Regions from separate parts of the Mus musculus genome. Here region 2 is linked to region 1. The links are chromatin contacts, called in public promoter capture Hi-C maps. All regions are on one chromosome and are shown on one strand. The core of a region is the stretch at or near the end of the contact, and the rest is flanking DNA. Distances in the headings are between cores, read along the strand shown.

What was found. Capture Hi-C pulls out chosen DNA fragments and counts their contacts.
Region 2: a contact with region 1 is called in a promoter capture Hi-C map of pancreatic islet. The contact joins the promoter of Celf3 here to the promoter of Them4 in region 1. A contact is called at or near these places in 5 of 39 promoter capture datasets (cranial neural crest, embryonic stem cells, liver and 2 more), 2 of 484 Hi-C or Micro-C datasets (embryonic stem cells and nephron progenitors), 1 of 115 datasets of contacts at active chromatin or transcription factors (pancreatic cancer cells) and 2 of 9 other capture datasets (liver and pancreatic islet).

Annotation. Positions count from the first base shown.
Region 1 is chr3:94,308,283-94,312,931 of GRCm38.p6, reverse strand. It overlaps Them4 (thioesterase superfamily member 4), which reads right to left and starts at 2,800. Exons shown (of 6, transcript NM_029431.1): 1 at 2,644-2,800. The coding sequence starts at 2,715. It overlaps Gm36010 (a long non-coding RNA gene), which reads left to right and starts at 2,879. Exons shown (of 4, transcript XR_867460.2): 1 at 2,879-3,060.
Region 2 is chr3:94,475,261-94,480,108 of GRCm38.p6, reverse strand. Celf3 (CUGBP, Elav-like family member 3) reads right to left here and starts at 1,643. Exons shown (of 13, transcript NM_001357784.1): 1 at 858-1,643. The coding sequence starts at 1,002. It also overlaps a transcript of Riiad1 not described here.

The DNA.
Region 1 (4,649 bases), core at 1,551-4,050:
GGAGAATGAAATAGCTACAGACATACTGGAGGACTGCTAGGATCTCAGCCTTCACACATGGAAAGTGCAGAGAAAAGAGGTGTAGCCAGACACAGCTGACAATTCAGAAGAAGGATCACAACTCAGGTCTTGAATGTAACCTTCTAGGTTAATGGTTTTTAAAAAATCAGTGTGAAAGGTGATTTTAGGTAGCACAAGGACAAAGATAGACGTATGCTTTAAATATTATAAGTAACATAATATATAATTACAGTAATAATAAAGTACATTATATATAGTTATGTAACCCAGAAGAACATGAGTAGCACATCACACTTGTTACAGTAAAAGTGTTTTTACTTAGGATGAAGCTACATAAAGAGACAATCATGGGGCTGGAGAGATGGCTCAGTGGTTAACAGCACTGGTTGTTCTTCCAGAGCATGCAGGGTCATTTCCAGCACTCCCAAGGCTGTACAACTGTCCATAACTCTATCTCAGGGGGATTCAACACCCTCATCTGGCCTTTATAGGCACTGCCACAGACATACGAGAGGCAACACACATAAAAAATAAATTAAGTTTTTTCCTTCTTTTCTGTTTTTGTTTTGTTTTTGCTTTTTCTTTGTTTTTAATTGTTTCTTGAGACAGGGTTTCCCTGTGTGGCTCTGGCTGTCCTGGAACTTCTTCTATAGACCTTGAGGTCATATAGATCCTCCTGCCTCTGCCTCATGAGTGCTGGGCATAAAGACATGCACTACCACTGCCTAGCTCTTTTTTTTTTTCTTTTTATAAAGGGCAATCATGTAAGAATCATGAAGTTGGTGTGTTGAAATGCTCAATTCCCATAAAGAGCCTTCAGCACAGTAACAGCATTGGTTTTTACAAAGTTTCACCAAGTGCAAAGGATGAGTTAAAATAGTGAGAAAAAAGCAAAAGTAGCAAAGACTGATAAAAATCTGGGCTAGCTATAGCCCAGAGCCGAACTAGGTACAGAGGAACAAGAAGAGAAGGTTCAAGTGACACTCAGTGCTAGAACCCAGGGAAATGGGAGTTACTAACCCCAGGAAAGAGGAAGCAGAGGAGTCTTGGATGATTCCAGACTTGTGGTTTGGATGGCAAGGTTAGAAGTAAAAGATGCTTGCTAGTGTGAACGTGCAGATGGCAGAGAATGGGAGTGAAGCTACTAATTTCAGTTGGAGCCATGCCGAGCTACCTTCTGGACACCACAGTGTTGTGGGAAATAAAAGAAACTCAACTTTCAGTTCAAAGAGGCGAGGTCTAAGCGCTACTTGTGGTGAATGCACTTGTAAATTCATAGCACAGGCTATGAATAAAGGACAAGTTGTAGGGATAATCATTACCCTTTGTTCTCAGCAGGGGAAAGGTCATGCTTGATCTTTAGTTATACATTTATGGAAGTTGGACTTGTACTTGTAAAATAAGTTATGACTTTTTCTGCCTCCTTTTAAGATACGTTACTAAATCAAAAGCAGCATGATGAAAAAAAAAAAAAGGCCTGCAAATACTAATGCTGTAATGTTCTCAGCTCAGCACAGACTGCCAGGCTCCAACATGTAATTAAACTAATTCATATTTGTTGTTGTAAGACTAGCACGAATCATTTTCTTTTCTAATCGGCAAGATGGTACCTGGCTGATGTCAATACATCAACATTCATCATTATTTTAAAATTGTGTGTGTGTGTCTATCACCCAGGGCCTCCAGCCCTCTTATTGTCTAGCAGGAAGCTGCAATAGCTTGAGAGAGATGCCACTCCCCTAATAATCAAAGTTCTTTTTCATTTCTCAATACAGAGCTGTTCCCTGTCAGCTGTCGTTCTTTATTACAACACATTGTATACAAACATTTGATTTGGCAAACTGATCCCATTCTCCCAAATTAAACCCGTAAATTTCTTGGGCGGAACGTTTTTTCCCCTTAGCTAACTATAATACGACCTATCGTCAGTGGCCAATCACACCTGACATATATGATAGTCTTTAAACTAACAGGCTCCCATTAGACAGTTTGGGCTAACTCTATCGAGCCAGTCCAAGAGCAATTTCTTTGATAGAGACAGTTCTTACTGTCGATATACATTTTCAGTACACACGGACACACACGCGGGCGTGAGTTGGAGCTCAACAAGTATTGACTACATCAATAGAACAAAGGCAGGGATAAAAATATGGACAGGCAACATTTAAGATTTACATTCCAGGTATGCTAAATGCTTCCCTTGCATTATCTCATTTAGTCTCATAACATCCTCTAAGATGATGAAAACGGGCTAGAGAGGGAGTAATTATCTGACAATCAGAAGTCTACTTCTTCCTGAATTGGTTATAACGAATCAGAGTCTATCAGGATTAGATCCCTGCTAAGGATAAATGGTCTTCTCCAGGGGTCAATAATGGCTCTTTCACAGTTTTCTGGGTGACCTTGCTTATCCTTTCTTATTATCTCAGTCTTAGTAGTGGCGATCCCATCCCTGCAGACCTAGTTCAACCTTGAGTCACTTTCCCTTCCGGCTCCTCCCGATTCGAATCTCAGGGCAGAAGAGCCCAAGAGCCCCGTCACAGCCAGGGGCAGGTGTTAGCTTAGTCTCGGTCGTGCTGTCTCCCCTTCTCGCCCCACGAAAGCAAGCGTCCCGGGACTCACCCTAGCTGCTCCTGGCCGCCTCGCAGGCGTGGCCCCAAGAGTGCGCAGGCGCATAGCGCAGTTTCTCAGCATTGCTCAAGCCGAGGGCAGGACGCTGCTCTCTGCTCTGTTCCAGAAAGAGCCACACTATCCACACGCCGACTCTGGGCTATTAACTGTGGAGGCGGGCGGGTGGAGGGCGGAGCCGCGCGCCGCCCACAGTGCTGGCGCCTCTCCGAATCCGGGCGGACCGAATCCTCTACACCCGCTTTTGGTTCCGGGAGATTTTGCGTCCGGCTCTCAGCCACGGTTACTGCACTGGCGCAGCGAGACAGCCTAGTTTAGTTCCTTGTTCACAGGCAGTTTAACGCTCCAGCCAGCGAAAGACTCATCATCTCGGCCGAACAGGAGCACACACAAGGAGTGGATAACCACTAGGTGCGGGTTGATGGTGTTGGTCTTCTGGGTGTAGAACACGTGCACATACATTTAAAACTCTGTCAGTCTCTACTATTTAACAGGTACACTCTTCAGGTGCCCCTTCTCTCCGCACGCGCGCATATGTGTCTGTGTACTGAAAATGTATATCAACTTTTACTCTAGTAAGAACCGTCTCTATCAAAGAAATTGCTCTTGGTCTGGCTCGATAGAGTTAGCCCAAACTGTCTAATGGGAGCCTGTTAGTTTAAAGACTATCCGTTGATTCACTGATTTGTTCTTTCTGTGCTGGGAACAGAAGAATCTCAGTGTCCCACAAAGGAATACAGAAGCAAAGCAATTATTTTTGTCAAAGGGTGCACCAAGATCCAACTACAGTTAGCAAGCACACAGGGGACAGGTGGTGACTGCCCCACGCTCCCCTGACCCCAATTGCCCGGCGTTTGTTGTGATTGACTAGTTTTAAAATGATAATTACAAAGGAAATGAAAAACTAATAGAAGGAGTTGTGGATAGTCTAATATTTGGATAGTGGTGTCATAAAGCATTTAATTCTAGCACTTAGGGGCAGAGGTGGGTGGTTCAAACCAGCTAAGACAACATAATGATACCTTATCTCAAAAACCTAACCAAACCAAACAACAAAAAGCAAAACAAAAACAAAGAAAGGAAGAGAAATCTGCATTGAGTTGGAGATATGGTTCGTAAGTTTAAAAGCAATGGTTAGAATCTGAGCGCCCACATGGCAGCTCACAGCTGTTTGCAATTCCAGTTCCAGGGGATTGGATACCCTCTCTTTCTTTTGGTTTCTGTGGGCACCAGGCATGCATGTGGTGCACAGACAAAACACCCATATAAATAAAGTCAAATAACAATAATAATAGTTGTTCTCTACTCTGTTTCACAGTGAGTCTTATATGCCTTCAAGTTCTTCTGTCTTTTACCTAAGACACCCTTTTTTTGTTTGTTTTTTGTTTTTTGTGTTTTGTTTTTCGAGGCAGGGTTTTTCTATGTAGCTCTGGCTGTCCTGAAACTCACTCTGTAGACCAGACTGGCCTCGAACTCAGAAATTCAACTGCCTCTGCCTCCCAAGTGCTGGGATTAAAGGCGTGTGCCACCACGCCTGGCCAAGACACCCATTTTTATCTGAAAGCTTTCTCTTTTGTTGGAGGCTAGAGCTAGAGGTGCCTGACATGAAGGAATAGAGTTGGTTACATACCACAATTCTAGACAACAGCGAGAGTACAATAGGAAAGGGATTAGGGACTTTATTTTTGAGTTTCTAAGGTCAGAAAGACAGTGGTCTAATGACATCCTGAGAACTGCCTCCAGGGGCTAGGGATAGCTGCAAGATTGTACAGGGTAAGAACCAAATTGTGGTTGGGGTAGGTATGTAAGTTGTTAGCCCAGAAACTTGTAGCAATTTTAGGATCTGGTCGGGTGGCTCCTTGTCTTAGATTTCATCTTTCAAGGTCCCGATTGCAATTGGGAAATCATTAGCTCTGTGAGTTAATTCCAGTTCCCATTATAGGGTGCAAGCCTTCAGGGCTCACTGTTTCTGGAATTTGAGATATCCTAGGAAGTAGAAA
Region 2 (4,848 bases), core at 394-2,893, 170 kb before region 1:
AAAATTATACCCTATCTCTGGGTCAGAGACCTGGAGGTGAGAGACGTGGGAGAGCATTTGCTCTGTTGATGGAACTGGGGACAGAAAGAGCTGTGATCTCCAAACAAGTAGTAGTGTGCGCGCGCTCTTGCTCGCTCTCTTTTCCCTTTTCTCCCTCACCTCCCCGCCCCCGTCCCATCTTGACCATCATCACCCTCTCTTCCATTTTCCCTACTTCTCGAATCTCCTAGACTTCACAAGAGACAGGTGCGCAGAGTGCGCGGAGAAGGAAGCGACAGCCGGAAGTGCTTTTTCCCCAGAACCCAAAGATTTCAGGAAGTCTTGTGGCCCTGGGTCCCCGGAGCTTGGAGCTCTCCAAGTGCTGATCCAAGCCAGCTCTGCTTAGCAGCACAGCGCTTGGAGAGACCTCAGGAACCTCTTCCTAATAACTTTCTAAAACCAGTCTCTCTTGTCCATGCTCCTCTCCCCGGCTCCTTCATCTTAGTCCTGGGTTGCCCTGGTTTGACTGTGGCCACTCTTTCTAGGTTAAACACACCTGACCAGCCATCCCAACATTATCTGGGGCTTCTCACATTGTCAGTCTTGATCATCTCCTAAAACTTGTCCTTCTCATCCTTCTGTTCATCCCATGCCACCAACGCCCTCCTCCATCTCGTGCAGAGTTCCCCTTAGTTTTTCACCTTATGGTCCCTGTCTCTCAGCTGAGTTCTCACTTAGTTCCTTTATCCAGTCCTTCAGCCCCTGGACTCTGCTTCCAAATCAGCCCTTTCCAGCCACTCCATCCCCCCAGCCTCCTCCATCCTTCTTGCCTAGCAGGCCACTCAGTGCCTCCTCTCCAGCCTGGCCTGACCCCTCACCCTTGTGCAGCCCGGTGTACTTGTCCTTGATGACAGTCAGCTCGAAGATCCGACCAAACTGCTCGAAGATGGGCTTCAGGTCCTTTTCCTCCAGATGCCTCGGGATCTGCCCCACAAACAGCTTGATGGCATCTGGCTCCTTCATTGGGGCGGCCCAGGAGGAGGGGCCGGGGGTGGGGGAGCAGGGAGAGGACCAAAGACAAGGGAAGCTGCCCAACCAGGAGGCAGGTGGTAGGGCCCAGGGGCCCAGCAGGGCCAGCTTTTCCTTTGGCCCCCAACCACACTGCTGAGCAGAGGAGGGCTCTTCACACAAAGGAGGCCTGGGGAGTTGAGGGCTAGGGGTCAGGGGTCTAGGCAGACAGTGTCAGGCCACCAGGGGCATAGCCCAAGCAAAGGATCTCCCTCCCAGAGATCTGGCAAATATCCCAGGCTGAGGGTCAGGGTGACCAAACCCTGGGGCGTTTGGGTGGTAGCTGGAACGGTGGAGCTCAGAGGGCGGGAGCAAAGGCACAGATGCCAAAGGAGATGGGGTAAAGTCAGAAGAGGGCGATAGGAAAGAGGCTGAGGGGCTAGGGGACTGCTATGGTTGCCAGCAGCGTCATGAGGGGGTCCCTGCTCCTGATGTGGGGCAGGTGACTCTCTCGTTGGCTTCCTAGGGAAGACACCTCCCTGTGGCTGATCCTTCTGCTGGGTCCGAAGATCCCTGATGCCAAATGCTTGATCTCTGATGGCGGCAGGGCTTCGGGGGTCCCTTCTGCCCTGTCCCCTTCAGGTTCTCCCTAGACCCCCCCCTCCCACCCCCACCCTGTATGGTTCCCCGGCCTGGGCTGTTGCCGGCTACTCCCGACACTAGGGCTGCCTGCTTTCCCGGTCACCTGGGTCCCGGAGCTCTGCTCTCCGGCCGCGCTCTCCTCAACAAAAACCTCCCCCCCCTCCACACCCCCCCTCCCCACTCCCACCTCCTTTCCCCTGACATCAGTGATGTCAGTCTCAGGGGTGGAATACAAATTCTCTACCCTGGAGAGAGACGCACAACCCGGGCAAGAGCCACGCCCTCTTTCTATCTCTATCCTCCCTGACTCCCTTTCTGCCCCAGAAGAGCAGCTGGTCTTGATAACAACCCTTCCCCCATCTTACTCCCCAATCAGGAGTTGGGCAAGAGACGAAGATGGAGAATTTATAGAGGAGCCCTAGGGTGGGGTCCATTGTTCCGGGGGTTGGAGCTGTCCCCGGTGCTGGAAGAGGAAGAGCAGACCCGGGAGATGGAAGCTGGGAGGGGGGGGGGGGGCGGTGAGGAGAGGGCAGCCTGGCCTTTGGGGAGTCTGAGAGTGAGAACCCAAGGAAGGAAACAAGGAAAAGAAATGAGAAAGATCAGTCAGGCAGGTTGAAGGGCAGACAGGGAGGTGTAGATGAGGAAGGAAGCAGCCACAGGGTCTAGGAGGAAAACAGCAAAAGTGAGATGGAGAGTAAAAAAATTTGAACGGGTGTGGAAAAGGAGAGAGCTGGTGGGAGTGAGTGCAGAGAGAGTCTGCATACTTTTCCAGAAAAAGAAACAAGGGAAGCTATAGCAGTCTGGCATTTTCAGACACCCCCTTCCTTCTCTCTGGGGGTGTTGTGTGTATGAGTGCTTGGGCAGGGAGGCAGCGGCTGGTGGCAGCTCTCGTATTATCCTTGTAGACCAAGACTGCACACAGCGTCTAGCATGATGTCTTGCTTACACATAGTAGGTGCTTATCAAATGTAAAGAACCTGTGACAAGTAGAGAATCTTGATTCCTTCTGTGGGAACAGGCACAGATGCCAGGCTCCCCTTGAGGGCAAAGTACCCCATTTCTCCTTCCTTTGCTTCCTTTGGTTGGGTTCCTAGAGTAGATCTCAGAGTCAGATGAAAGGAGGCAAAAAAAAAAAAAAAAAAAAAATAGAAACTATTTTTCTCCAAAACAGTTATACTTCTAAACCTGGTTGTATGTTCCAGGTTGGCCCTCTGTGCTCCAGCCCCATACCTGCCCCATGTGTCTGTTGGCATCAGCTCTCTGTGATAGCAATCCTGGCTCACCATCCATCCATTCTCCACTGGCAGCTTCCATAGAACACCCTGCTTCCCCTTCTGCCCAGGGTGGAGCAGCTGTCTCTGAGACTCCCAGATGCATCCCAGAGGCCTCCATTCCTGAGTTATCACAGCAAGCAGGTTCCTCCTCTGAAACTGAAATAACACTGCCACATCCTAGGGATTGTCCCAAATGTGCTAGACCACCCTTTATGATATGGATCAAGAAACTAAGACACAGAGTGATTAAATAACTCGCCAAGATCACACAGCTAGAAACACCTTCGTAAGATTCCAGCCTGGGCAAGGTGGGGCCTGAGGTCAGGCACTGAATGCCCACACCCAGCCTTGCAGGAATGAACTGATGTGAACCTGGCCTTTCTTTACCTCTGTGCTCACTGAAACATTGAGGAAGACTTTGTGCTTCCTGCTACTGCCCTGTTCCCTACTGACTGCTTCTGACTCCTTTAATCTGGCTCTCTGTAGCCTGAAGCTAGATTCGGTGAGGTGTATATAAATATATATGTGAGTGAAGTGAATGTATGTGCAGAGCCTTGGTTACACTTCATCATGCAGATGCTCAGGCCCTCCCAGTAGGGTGCCCTAAAATGTGTTGGGAGGGTGAGGTCATAGGAGACTCCACACTGAGTGGCCTGGAGATGCCATGGGAGTGCCAGGGGACCAGGAAGTTGAAAGCTGTAATTCTCCACAGTAACTTTCCATTCACCTGCCCCACCCCCACTTCTCCATTCTTGCCTTCTAATCTGATCTTGACATTTATGGAGACGCTAAACAGATCACGCCCTGTGAATGTGGGAGACCCCGCTGACAGGCCCACTGATCTCATTACCCTGTGTCTTCTCAGCAGATCTGCCGCCCTGCTGCCCATTCAGGCTCGAGCCTAATCACATTAATCGAAATATTAAACATTCACAAAAATGAATTTCAATGAACCCCTCTTGTTCCTTTTCCCAGGCAGCAACTTGGAGAGAGCTAGAGTCAGCAAAGAATTTTCAATCCTTTGCTTAGTGTCCAGTCTATATTGGTACGGTCTGAGAGAGGGTAGAGGGTACTCCGGAGACTCTCCTAGCTGAGTGGCTATGGGTATGTCTCTGAAGTTCTGTCACTCTGAGGGGATGGCAGCTCTGTGAGGTAACGACTAAGGAGCTCTGTGACTCAGAAGCCCATCCTTGGGACCCTCTTTCTGGGGAAAGGAGGCTTCAGGCTGTAATTCCCCCAGGGGATTTTTCCAAAGCTCACTCTTTCCTATTACTCTTCAGCCAAAGCTAAGTTGCTATGTATTAAAAAAAATTACTGACTTTAAGGTGCTGGAGAGATGGCTCAGCAGTTAAGACCACTGGCTGCTCTTTCAGAGGACCCAGGTTCAATTCCCAGCACCTATATCACAACTAACAATCACATGTAACTCCAGTTCCAGGAGACCTTAGGCCCTTTCCTGGCCTCCACAGCAATACACATACATGATACCCAAATATACATGCAGGAAGACACCTATACATATAAAAATAGGGTTAAGAATGGTAGCACATCCCTTTAATTCCAGCTCTTGGAAGGTAGAGGCAGGCAATCTCTGTTCCAGGCCAGCCTGGTCTACATAGCAAGTTCCACCACAGCCAGGGCTACATAGAAAGACAACAAGCCCCCAACAGGTTATTGATTTTACATTGCTATCTTCTTCCTCTTCCTCTTCCTCTTCCTCTTCCTCTTCCTCTTCCTCTTCCTCCTCCTCCTCCTCCTATTCCTCCTCCTCCTCCTCTTCCTCCTCCTCCTCCTCTTCCTCCTCCTCCTCCTCTTCTTCTTCTTCTTCTTCTTCTTCTTCTTCTTCTTCTTCTTCTTCTTCTTCTTCTTCTTCTTCTTCTATCTTCACTATTATGATTTTATTGTGTATGGGGTGAGTGTGCCACAGTGTGTGTGTGAAGGTCAA